Regions from separate parts of the Mus musculus genome. Here region 1 is linked to region 2. The links are chromatin contacts, called in public Hi-C maps. All regions are on one chromosome and are shown on one strand. The core of a region is the stretch at or near the end of the contact, and the rest is flanking DNA. Distances in the headings are between cores, read along the strand shown. Region 1 holds the start of Abhd6 (abhydrolase domain containing 6). Region 2 overlaps Flnb (filamin, beta).

Region 1 (6,047 bases), core at 1,527-4,026, 100 kb before region 2:
AATGTGCCCAGGGTCATAGCAGGCAGAGTGGGAATGTGCGCTCAAGTCTTTCACTGTGGGGGAAATCTTTTATGTATGAACAAAAGCAATTACAGTACCAATATAGCAGGAGCCTTTCTCCTTGTGGTCCTGCTGGGCTGCAGTGAGGGAATTTAGTGTTACAGGGTTTAGAAATAATGAGCCTACTATTACTTTACAAACCAGTCTACCTGCTGTCTTCCATGGAGAGAGGTGTGTGTGTGTGTGTGTGTGTCTGTCTGTCTGTCTGTCTTGGAGAGCGCTAAAGACTCCCTGATGATCAGAGAACCATAATTTGCTTATTTAGCTATGCCAGGGATTAACCCAGGGCCTATCACTTCCTGGGTGAGCGTTCTAACACTATCTTCCTTACTCCCCAACCCATAAAGGTGAACTTTAGAAAAATTAACTGGTACCAAGAACACAGGTGCCATATTTCTATTCCCTATATTACAAGAGTATTAATAAATACTTCTTATTAATAAATAAGAAGTTAGCCACAGGGGCTAAACCTGGCTAAACAGTTAAGAGCACTGGCTGCTCTTGCAAAGAACCCAGGTTCAATTCCCAGCACCTACATGGTGGCTCACAAACATCTGTAACTCCAGTTCCATGGGAATCTTACACCCGCATATAACTTCCTTAGGTACCAGGCATACACATAATATACAGACATACATGCAGACAAACCATCCATATACATTAGTAAAAATTAAAAAAAAAAAGGAAGTTCTTAAAACTAGGTAGAAAGTCAGTGGCTCAGTGACACTGAGGTCAAACTCAGTGTCTTGGGAAGGGACATTTTTGAAAGTCTCAGAGAACTGTCCCTTAAGAATTGTATCAACCAGACACACACCTTGTGGTACTATCAGGGCAGTAACTCCAGTGACATTCTTTAAGTGGCTTAGGACAGAGCCAGGAAGTCAGTACTTAACTTTATGTTAGCCATTATAATTACATTCAATTTTTCAATACCAGCTAGGAGCAGCCGGGCAGTCACAAGGGATTTTTGAGCAGGGAGTGAAGCAATGGTTGTTTTCAAGGTCCCAGCTAGAGCAGGACTTCCTTTTGTTAACCACCTAGCACCTAACTCAAAATACTTATCCCCTGCACACACAGCTGACTGATTGTGCCCCACTACGTGGATGTGGTCTCTCCCTAGATCTGTGGACCCGGGAATGAATCATGTGCTCTGTCCTGCAGCTAGCATTTCACAATCTGCATCTCTAGGATGACCAGAAAGCCTCGGGGATGATAAAACGAGTTCTGGCTGTCAAAGTAGTTAGACCAGCATCCTGACTCCGCCAAAAGCTGGGAAGCACAACTTGAAAGGAGGCACATTTGATATTAGTGGAAGAAGAGAGATGTTAGGGGAAGTACAGAAGTCTGGTCATGGTAGGGGAGGTGACATGAGACTAGGTCATTTGGGACTAGGTCATTTGGGACTAGGTCATTTGGGAGTGTTAGACAGCCAGACAGGACTTGGAGAATGGACTGGCCCCTCCCATCATGAGTTTTGGGTTCCACCTCTGGTATCCCTGGCAACGCATTCTTTTTTTAAGAAAAGGAAGCGTCATAATTGCCTTTCTTTAATATTTCAAGTGCCATATGCAGGGGAGGAAGCTAGAGGCAGGTGGTCTTTGTTGATTCCCAGAAAAAGACCGCGTTTCCTCCCGGTAAAGCACGGTCTTTAAGAATTGATCCAACTGGACTTGTCAGTCACCTAGCCAGGAGACCGCCTCTTAGCAAAGCTGATATGCCTGAAGACTGCTAAGGTAATGGTACGTACAATAATCACCTTCATGAGATAAGTACATACAGACCCCACAAAGCGGCTGCTTACACGTCTTCACTGCTCAGTTTACCCGCTTTTCTGAGCTCTCTTTCAAAAATCCAATTTTCCCCTTCCCCCCTTTCCGCCTCTTCTTCAGATCCTAAGCACGCTTGCCCTGACATTCTGAACACTCACTCCCAGACATTCGGAACTCCTTCCATACAGCTGCTTGCAGACTTCCCATTGCTGCGCCTGTTTTGACCCTACTTCAAAGGACACGAGGTAGGGTCTTCCTCTTCCTCTACCATCAGCCACAGAGATTTACATCTTGCCTGCCCAGTTTTCTCTCAAACTCCAAAAACAAGGTCTTTAAGCTTTGACATTTTTTTTTTAAATCAACGAGACTACGAATCCTCAAAAGGGTGCCGAGATTCCCTGGTACCAGGAGAGCGAGTTGTAGCCCTGCTCCAGGGTGGTGTAGGAAGCAAGGAGTTGGGGGGAGCGCGGGACTAAATCCATCCTGGCACTAGGAGAAAGGCACCGCGGCTGCTACAAGCGCGGAGCATCCGGAGGAGGAAGAGAAATAGGATGCAGATTCCACTTCTCACTCTATCCCTGGGTTTAAGGAGGCTGGCAGGCGGCCAACCAGTGGCGACGAGACCCGGCTTGGGGACGTCTCAGGCCTTTACCCGGGATTTGCACCTTAAGAGAGAGCGGGAAAATGGAATACGAAGGGAGGTTTGTATCTGGGACTTATCTGCATTCACCCTTGCGATGCTGGGGTGAAGAAGGGACTGGTCTCGGAAAGTGGGAGCAGGTGGTCAGGTCGTAGGAATGGGAGGCTGCCATCCCTCTCCTAAGAGCGTAGCCACCGTCGCCTTTCCTTCTGCCTCGCTCACCAGACCTACCTCAGTGACCGCGGTCCTGCTGCCCGTTCGCCGCCCTCCAGTCCCAGGTCCCCGCACCTGCGCACTCTCGCTCTCGGCAGTGGGCTTGGCTTGACTCCTTAAAGGCGCAACGCACTCGCTCGCGCCCTCCGACAGAAAAACCCTCCCAGCCCGCATCAGGCGTCGTCTCAGCAGCTGGAATTTGTTTGGAGGACGCTCTCCAGGGGACGCTCCCCATCCCCGGTTCAAAAAATATCAAACCCGGAGATACAGTCAGTATCCCTCCCCGGAGCGCCTCTCCGCACGAGCACCCATTGGCCAAGCCGAATCATCCCTTTCACAAAAAGTGCTGGGGGGGGGGGGTCATTAGGGCGCAGGCATAGCCACTCTGCCCTGCGAAGCCACGAAGCACGTGGGGTACTGTTTCGTTTATTGAGCATCTACTGTTTGCCTGGCACTACTGAGTATCACACCAAAAAGATTTATGCAGGGTCTTGGCCCTGAGAGCTTAGGAAATCCAAAGCAAATCCAAAACTCAATCCTGACTTACTTCTCAGCACCATATAAAAAAGCTCCTGGTTGAAAAAGTCCTCCAAGGGGAACGCGGTTCAGAATAGAATGAAATGTACCCAATAACGCAATTTAGTTCAAGTGACCAGATCAAGAGAAAAGGCCACTCATCGTGCCAAATAGAAACATCCCTGTGGTCTTCAATAGCCTATGCTTTTGAAGGTCCCACTTCAGGTAGGGCAGAGAGGCAAGCAGATCTAGAACCCCTGAGGTGTGACTCTGATTTCTAACAAAGGGCTCCCCCTGGTTACTAGATGCAGCCAGAATCCAGGGCTCAGGAAAGCATTGAAGTTAGACTGGGGGTAACTGCAGCACTAGTTTCAACAGCACTTTTCAAGGGACATAAGATTGTTCTAAAATCCGTAGGAATGAGCAGAGTCAAGAAAAGCAAAAACATCCCTAATTTTAAAAAGGGGGGGGGGAGCCCTCAGGACTTAGAACAGGAGCACAGTAGTTCACACATGAGGCACAGCACAGAGATGGATTTTTAAGAAGCCGATGAGGGCAGTGGTGGGGCACACCTTTAATCCTAGCACTCCAATGGCAGAGCCAGGTGGATCTCTGAGTTTGAGGCCAGCCTGGTCTACAGAGCAAGCTGGATCTCTTGAGTCTATAGAGTGAGTTGCAGGACAACGAAACTGTTGAGAAAGAAAGAGAAAGGAAGGAAGAAAAAGGAAGGAAGAAAGGAAGGAAGGGAGAGAGAGAGGGAGGGAGGGAGGGAGGGAGGGAGGGAGGGAGGGAGGGAGGGAGGGAGGCAGGCAGGCAGGCAGGCAGGCAGGCAGGCAGGCAAGCAGCACACCTACTTCCCTCTCCTGTGAACTGAGGTTAGAGGGGACAGTGAATCACAAAGCAGCATAGGACAATCTGTGTGGGCGGCCAAACAAACAAGTAACCCTATCACTGCAGCTGGCGGCACAGTGGGCTGCACGGGGAGTGGAAACAGCTCCAGTGTGTGAGCCACTTGATCCCGAAGTGGCAGGGAACAGGCTGAGCTCAGAGTGAGAATGGTGACAGATGCTGAAACACAGCCAGTGAGGTGCTGTGGAAGAGAGCTAGAAGAAAGCAGCTGGTAGAGAGCAGAGTGATCGGCTTTCCGCCCTTTTCAGGCCAGGTCCCAAGCAGATTGGTCTGGTTAAGGGCAGGTGAGCAGTTAGCCTTTGGCGGAACTTCTCCTCCTTCCCTAGTTTGGGCGTAACGTTTCGGTTTGTGTGCATTAACCCCCTTGCTTTCAGCGGCAGCCTGTGAGTCTGCTGTTTAACCATAGGGAAACCGAACCTCAGTTTTGGGTAACTTGTCCAAAGTCACTGCAGGGGTGATAAGGGCCTGTCAACCAACCTGGCGCTCTGGAGGACCTCCGAGGCTTTGTGAGACACATGCTGCAGGCTGAGGTAAAGACTCCACTGAATTCACAACCTGTGGGAGACATTGGAGAAACTGGGGGGACTGTTGGAAATGCACCTCATTTTAGTGACGACGCCTCCTCACCATTGCGGCTACATTTGAACACAGCTAGGTTGGATGTGAGTGGGTCTCCATGGAAACAGCTTCCACTGACTTTCTGTAGAGAATTGGCTTTTAGTCCCAGAATTAATTCTAAATACAGTTTCTGGACTTTCTCTGTACCACCTTTACACAGGAGCTCCTTAGGGCAATGCAAAGCAAAGGATGAGGGCACTGGTTGGTCTCTGGCATGTCAATTCTGCCGATCACTCAATGGACACTCTGAGAATTTGTCTACTCTCTCTCAGCTCCAGCTTATACCCTACTATACAATAGGGACAGTATAGCATTTACCTCTTACATTTATCCATGTTAAGAAATTCTTAGGTAAAATAAATATTATGTCTACTACTTCTTGCTTGCCCATCCTCTGCGTCCTAACCTAACCCTAATGCCAGAATGATCAATTAATTCCGATTTGCCTGTGACTTGTTTATTTAGTGTTGCAAAACTAGTACCCTAGGGACTGAGTTGATATCACGCTTGGGCAAACTGGAAAGTCTAAAGTAGCCAATGGGACGCAAGGCGATTTGAGCTAGAGATTTAGTGTGGCAATTCAAATTTGTGACTGACTTTTGGCCATTGGATACAGATATTTCAGAGACCCAGAAAACTCAGTGAAACTGAAGACAAGCCCATTAATTCCTTAACTCTGAGTTAAGGCAGAAGGCATTTTGGTCATCCTTTCATGCTTTTCTTAGTCTGAGTTCTGTTGGTATAACAGAATACTGGGCTGATTTATAAAGAAACAAGAGCCAGGTGTGGTGGCTGCTTGACTTTAATCCCAGCATTCAGGAGACAGAGGCAGGTGGATCTCTGTGCGTTCCAGGCCAGTTCTGGTCTACAGAGCTAGTTATATACATATAGCTAGGAAATGTAGGGCTGTTATACAGAGAAAAGCCTGTCTTGAAAATGAAACAAATACAAGACAAAACAAAACAAATAAACAATTCCACCATCACCACCACCACCACCAACAACAAAACTAGGTTCATCTTGTCTCTCGGCTCAGAAGGCTGGAAGGTCCGGTCAGGGAGGTGCTGTGTGCTACTGACTGCTTCAACACATTGCAGAAAACATGGGGAGGAAGAAGCAGAGTGAGAAGAAAGCAGAACCCAGTGGGAGGATTGGTTTGTAACAACCTGGAGGTGAGATAGTCTTCCATGTAGCTTAGACTGTCTCACTCAACCTGCGTACACCTGTGGAGTCCTGGGATGACAGGCATGTGACATCACACCTGGCTTAATGTGTCGTTCTTGCTAGAACAAGCCCAGTCCTGTAGAAGAGGACTGCTCCCT
Region 2 (6,423 bases), core at 1,862-4,361:
ATAGTTACAGTATAGTCCAACTCTGCCTGCTTCCTCATTTCCTTGAGGTGATAATCTTATATGTAAATACATCCTTAATTTAAGTCAATGTTTTATTTACTAACTCCTGCAGAAAGTTCAATCCTATTGCCACCCCAACCCACAAGAAGGGAGAAGTCACACAGCTGGCAAATTCTGAGAAGTAACTTTGATGTCTTTTAAATGGTTTCTGGGTCACACAGCAAGATCCTGCATATTTACAAGGTTAGGGTTAGAGAGATGACCCAGTGGTTAAGCACATACTGCTCTTGCAGAAACTGGACTTCAGTTCCCAGCATCCACATGAGCAATCCCATAGCTGCCTATAATGACAGCTCCAGGAGATGGACAGTCTTTTACGGTCTCTACAGGCAGCTGCTCTCAGGTGCATGCAACCCTCTCTCCCGACATGTAAGCAAAATCAAATTTAAAAGTAATAAAACTAAATCTTTAAACAGTCTGTAAGACAAGGCTGCAGGAAAGCCAGGTGTTATTTTAACAAAAACAGGGAAAGGGTTTTAGCCAAAACAAAAGCACAGGGAATCTAAGATGCTGCCACAACGCAGTCAAATCTCAACTCCTGGGGACATGGAGAAGGCTGCTGAAGCCATCACAACTGTCCACACCTCTGTGTCCCAACAGGACAGAGGCTTTCCCTAAGAGGCACCAAGTTCTTCCTGCTTTTGGAGTCAAATGTTCAAAATGTAACCTTAAAAGGTAGCACAAGCCATGGACGATAGGCAAAGCAGTACAACTTCAATGAAAATAAATACTGCCAGGTGATTTCTCTGGCATCTGTATGTGTAGATGCAGGAGGAGGGATGGAAGTAACATGCAAGACCTTATTTAAAACGCAAAGATGCTGTAAAACTCATCAGTCAGTTCTCAGAACTGTGGTTAACTGTAGAAAGAGGAATCAGCATCTCCAGCCTGCAACTCTGGGGTTACATGGAGCCACACTCTGCCTAGGACAGCCACCGATGCAGAGAATATCACTTGAAACAATAACCACCCCCAAGCCCTTCAACTGTGTGGTTCTCAAACATGAACTCTGTAGATGATACCATACAACATTCTGCAATGTCAAAAGGTCGGAGGTGTATGTATGTTAAGACCTTGCTGGTGAAAAAAAGTGGGTTGAAGACCATGTGAGCATAAGGAAGAATGCTTGCACTCATACTGTGCTAGTCTCTTATGTTAGGAGTTTTCCATAAAAAAACAAAACAAACAAAACATAAAGGGCAGGGGGTGCTTGCCCAGAATGCAGAAAGGCCTGGGCTCTAGTCTCAGAATCACAAAAACAAACAGGACTGGAGAGATGGCTCAGGGGGTCCTGAGTTCAATTCCCAGCTACCACATGGCAGCTCACAACCATCTGTAATAGGATCTGATGCCTTCTTCTGGTGTGTCTGAAGACAGCTACAGTGTACTCATATACATAAAATAAATAAATAAAATCTTTTAAAAAACAAACAAAACTAACCTTTAAATTCTAATATAAACTAACGATGTTACAATGTACTTATAACAATATAAAATGAGGTAAGATATACAACAAGCTAAAGGGCAAGGACAGAAAGAGAAGGCTGTGGTTTCTAAGAGCCAGGAGTTGATTTCTATTAGGGCCATTGACCTTAATGTGATGCAGATGCCCAAGATGGTTGGCACAGTATGACTCTCATCTGAAAGCCAACATTCTCTAGCCTCTCGCTTAATGAAAACTTCCTGTGGTAACATCGGCAGTCTCACAGAGCTGACAACATGCCAGTTTCTGCATTATTACCTCATTTAAAATTTTTATAATACTTCCATGAGTCTAAGTGACCCCCCAAACACCCCATCCCCACTGCACAAATGAGGAAGCCTGCTGAGTGTAAGTGGCAGGCATGTCAGAGCACAGCTCTCGCTCAGGCCCAAGACCATCCACTGCAACATCTCTCCAAGGCAGAATTAGTGTCTCTGAAAATTGCATCTTTTGAAGGGAATCTAATAATAGCAGTCACAGTTGCTGGTCGTCTGACCTCATTCGACACTTACTGTTTTCCAGTCCATTAATTTTTATCTTGCTCAGATCCAGTGGCGCAGCAACGCCCACAGTGAAAGGACTTTTAGGAATGGGATCGCCACCATAAGTCACTAGAACCTGCATGTTGCCCTGGAATGAGAGAGAAAAAGGAGCATGCCTCTGGGTAGAAATAAATATTCTTAATGCCCCCCAAGAACCTTCATTCCCCCCAGGGACATGGCGAACTCAAGTTCATTAACCTAATTCTAATTAGCTTTTCTCGGGTCTCATATCTTTCAGGGAGCCTTCAACCTTGCTGTGCAGCAGAGGAGAACCTCTACCTTTCAATTCTCCAGTCTCCCAGGATTATAGGTGTGTGTACTGTGACACCGAGTTAATGCAACACGGGGGAGCAAACCCATGACTTCACATATGCCAGGCAAGCGTTCTACCAACAGAGCTGTATCTCGTATGCCTCTTACTGGCTTCAGGAAACATCTTAAACATACTCTCTAAGCTTTTGAAATACATGGCAAGAACAATAGAAAAATCAGATAAACGTAGACAGGGACAACAGGCTGGGGACTAACACCAGGCTTGTACTATGAACTTTGTGTACTTCGACAAATCAAAAAAAAAAAAAAAATCACAAAATAGATCCAAGAAGTAGTTCTTACTGCTGCCTCCCCCATTTTTCAAGAAGACTTGGTTCAGAGGGGCAATGGAACATGCCCCCAACACACTGGATTCATACCCTTGGCACCCAAACCTTTATCTTTTCTGCTCTGCCACTGCACATCACCACATGCCACAGCCAACCCCAGCCATGGATGGGTACAGCCACTGGGCTATAACCAACAGAACCAGTTCTTCAATGCCTTGGCATTCAGTTTCGGGACACTGGGCAACACAAGGGAGGTGTTCACAGGAGCGCTCTTAGATCAGCACATAGACATAACTTCTAATTCCACTGAAGGAATAAAAGCAGTGCTGGAAGCCTGGCAGGGCCCTTGCTGGAAGCCCTGATGGCTGCACAACCCTGCAGCTGTTGTTCTTTGTCCACAGGTCCTGAGCCAGCTCACAACCGACTTCCTCTCTCTACATTCAGCTGCATAACCCCCCTCCACAGCAAGGCTCCACGAAAGCCTACTGCAATCTCAGCAGATCCGTGTTGTCCTCGCCTCGATGTCCAGGAATAACAAAGTGTGTGGGAGAGTGAGAGGAGTCCCCAGACAATCCAGCAGGCTCTCTGGCACACAGGCCCTGCTAAAAGCTGTCACCGATCGAGTGTTAAAAGGGTGTAGCTTTTGGCCTGATGTATATTTTCTCACATTCCTTTTGTAAATAAAGAAGGGAACGAGAGCCAAGGGGAGGAGGGATGGCTGCATCAACGGAGGAGGAGGAGCCGGTCCTTGAGGAGTTTTATATGATGCACAAAATCAACGGCCCACCTTAAGGGTCTAACATTTCATGCTGAACTGTGCATAGGTCAAATTCTACAGAGCTGGGAGCCAGCCAAGGAACAGGAAAGGTCTCCCCTAGTGCTAACTTCTGCCGCTGCACTATCCCCAACACCCCCAGCTCTCCTGAGCCTCCACTTCCCCACGAGCCGCTTAACTCCTTGGGTGCTAGGCTAACCCTGAGACCAACTTCAGGGCTAACCAGGCATCTTGGTAAGAAAGCCTTCCCCTCCCTGATAGATTTTTCTGGCCATTTCCCTGAAGTGCTAGAGCAAATGAAAAAAGTCCCTTTCCAGATAAGCCCGCCCAGCTCATAAAAGAAAGTATGCTTCGTTTCCACTCTCAGAAGCAACACAAAACTCAGCTAGGAAATGAACTCTGCCTTACACAACCTTAAGGAGTGGGAGTGGGTGTGTGCAGCCGTGGAGACTTACAGCTCCAAGCCCTAAGCCTTTCCTGTTTCTTCTGAGGCTAAGCTAAGAACAAACTTTTCTCCCACAGGACTGTCTAAGGCAGTGAGCAACTGTGTGTTCCACCAAGATGAAACTGCCTGCAAAACAGCTTTCTATTTCTCCCTTCATGCTTCTGAGACCCAGCCTTTATTCAAAAGAAGACAAACACACAGACCTGACAGCCTAGAAGATCAAGCAAGAGAGCCTTCTGCAGGCCTCTCCGCTTTGGAGACTTCTGAGAGACACCATCCCCACTGGGTTGGGTAACTCCTCTAGAATCCTGTGAGACACCACCACTTTGTTGAGGACATTTCAACACAGGGAATACTATCCTGTGAGGCTTGTGAGATCACAGGGTTCCCAGAGGTCATTGGTAGTACATGTGACCGCTTAAACCTAGTGACATAGCACAGCAGTTGGTCTGGGGTGAGAAACCTAGGCCACTTGAGACTAGGAGACTGCAGACAAGCAATGTCCTTGGGCAAAGCCCAGGCTCTCTGAGAAAGTCAACCTTTTTCTAATCTCTGGGAGAATCCTGAAGCCCACCTATCATGCCTACTTCTTGGAGGCAAAACCAGCTCTGAACACTGTATCATTATAGACATTTCTAACCATTCATATCATTTGTCCACTGTAGGTAAGTATGTGCAAACTGCCATTCAAGCACTAGCAGGGAACAGAAGTCAGCAGTCAATACTTGGGTTCCTCGGGGGCTTTAGCTCTTCAAAAACATGGTCTACATTCTGAGAAGGACATATAAAAATCTAGGGCTAGATGAACCCATGCCTCTCCACACACACACACACACACAAACAACAAATAGTTGCCTTTCTGGAAACGTCTAGTCTGGCAGTCCCAGAAATTCATCACAAGAAGGCATGTTCATGGGCATTCGTTTCCAGAACATGTGCCCTTCTCCGCACAGGGGACAGCCCTCTGATGGGCTCAGGACTATGAACCACACCCCACAGCATGGCTGCCGGATACGCTTTCCTTCACCTAATCTGGGGCTTTGGGCTCCTCCTGTGAATGAGACACAAGCTGTGCATCCCAACTCTTCTACCAGGTTACAATGCTCCTCAGCCAGCCAAACTTGTGAAGAGACGCATCCTACCACTCCCTCAATCAGCTGCCCGTCTACAGGGAGCACTCAGAGCCCCAAGCTCTGGTGCAGGACAAGCGCTACCCTACCTTGTGGTGGTTTGAATGAGAATAGCCTTCATAGGTTCATTTCTAAGGAAGGATTAGGAGGTGTGTGTAGCCTTGTTGGAGGAAGTTTGTCCTTGTGGGTTGCCTTAGAGGTTTCACAAGTCCACGCCAGGTTAGCCTCACCCTCTCTCTGCCTGCTGCCTCTGGTTCAGCGTGCAAGCTCTCAGCTTCTATTCTAGTGCCATGCCTGCTTCCCTGCCTGAGCCATGTTCTGAATCATGATGGTAATGGATTAACCCTCTGAAACTGTAAGCAAGCCCCCAATTAAATGACTTTGTCTATAAGTTGCCTTGGTGATGATGTCTCTTCACAGCAATAAAAAAATAACTATATAGGGCTTTGGCTCTATAAAAATAACTGTGGGTAGCCATAGTTCTGGAGGAGACACGTCACCTGATTTCTTTGCCACCGGGAAATGGAATGATGAGAATATAAGGCTTGCTCTTAATGGCCTCCGAGGCAGATCCATGCATGGTGTATAGAAGGCACCATGAATATCAAGACTCTACCAGAATTACTGGACATATCATAGCCCCAAGAGGCCTCTTAGCATGTCAACAGCCTTCGACTGCTGCTGTTTCTAGAGAACAGGATGAACTTGCCCTCAGGGTCATTCTAAAGTAAAGTGTCTCTTAATCTCGAACCACTCCAAATGCAACGAAGCTGGACTGGGCCTCTTGAAATGCATCCTGATTGGCAGCTTCACTTTTTTTAATGGGTTCAAGTCAAACTAAGATTCCATCCTGGTATCTGCAACTTACTAACTCATCCAAAAGACAAGAAAATGTGGTATGTGGATAGTAGACGTCAAAGCTAAGTCATAAAAGGTTTAGAAAAGCACCTACGGCTTTGTGATCTTTATGATGGCTTTCTGGTATGTTCTTCCAAGGAATGCAGAGAAACCTGCAGCAAAGAGCTTGTCAGGCACCCAGCCTAAGGTCCCACCAGCCTAAGGTCCCACCAGCCTAAGGTCCTACCAGCCTAAGGTCCCACCAGCTTAAGGTCCCACCAGCCTAAGGTCCCACCAGCTTAAGGTCCCACCAGCCTAAGGTCCCACCAGCTTAAGGTCCCACCAGCCTAAGGTCCCACCAGCCTAAGGTCCCACCAGCTTAAGGTCCCACCAGTGCTCAGAACCATCAGTGAGAAAGAACTGCCTGTTAATCACTGTATCTTCTGACCAGGCACAAGGACAGGCGATCTACAAATGTAAGGAACCTTTCAGTGGGACTTCATAAGCGGACAGGAAGAATGTCTAGAGGTAAGAGGCAGCACTTCCATG

Evidence for each region. Hi-C and Micro-C count contacts between places; a contact is called where the count stands out from the background.
Region 1: a Hi-C map of nephron progenitors shows a contact between it and region 2, with 2.7 times the contacts expected there. The contact joins the promoter of Abhd6 here to the enhancer-like site in region 2. A contact is called at or near these places in 1 of 39 promoter capture datasets (macrophages), 1 of 484 Hi-C or Micro-C datasets (nephron progenitors) and 3 of 9 other capture datasets (adipose tissue, liver and pancreatic islet).

The regions. Positions count from the first base shown.
Region 1 is chr14:7,999,617-8,005,663 of GRCm38.p6, reverse strand. It overlaps Abhd6 (abhydrolase domain containing 6), which reads right to left and starts at 2,776. Exons shown (of 9, transcript NM_025341.4): 1 at 2,701-2,776. Gm30244 (predicted gene, 30244) reads left to right here and starts at 1,610. Exons shown (of 2, transcript NR_168596.1): 1 at 1,610-1,799; 2 at 1,950-2,172.
Region 2 is chr14:7,897,634-7,904,056 of GRCm38.p6, reverse strand. It overlaps Flnb (filamin, beta), which reads right to left. Exons shown (of 46, transcript NM_134080.1): 19 at 2,056-2,173. Among named protein-coding and RNA genes, the nearest start is that of Gm45521, 56 kb to the left of the region's middle. Within about 2 kb of position 3,111, at least 97 of the 459 cell types and tissues checked have an H3K27ac peak or open chromatin away from gene starts, as enhancers often do. A contact at or near this core is called in adipose tissue, nephron progenitors and pancreatic islet, where this site is marked.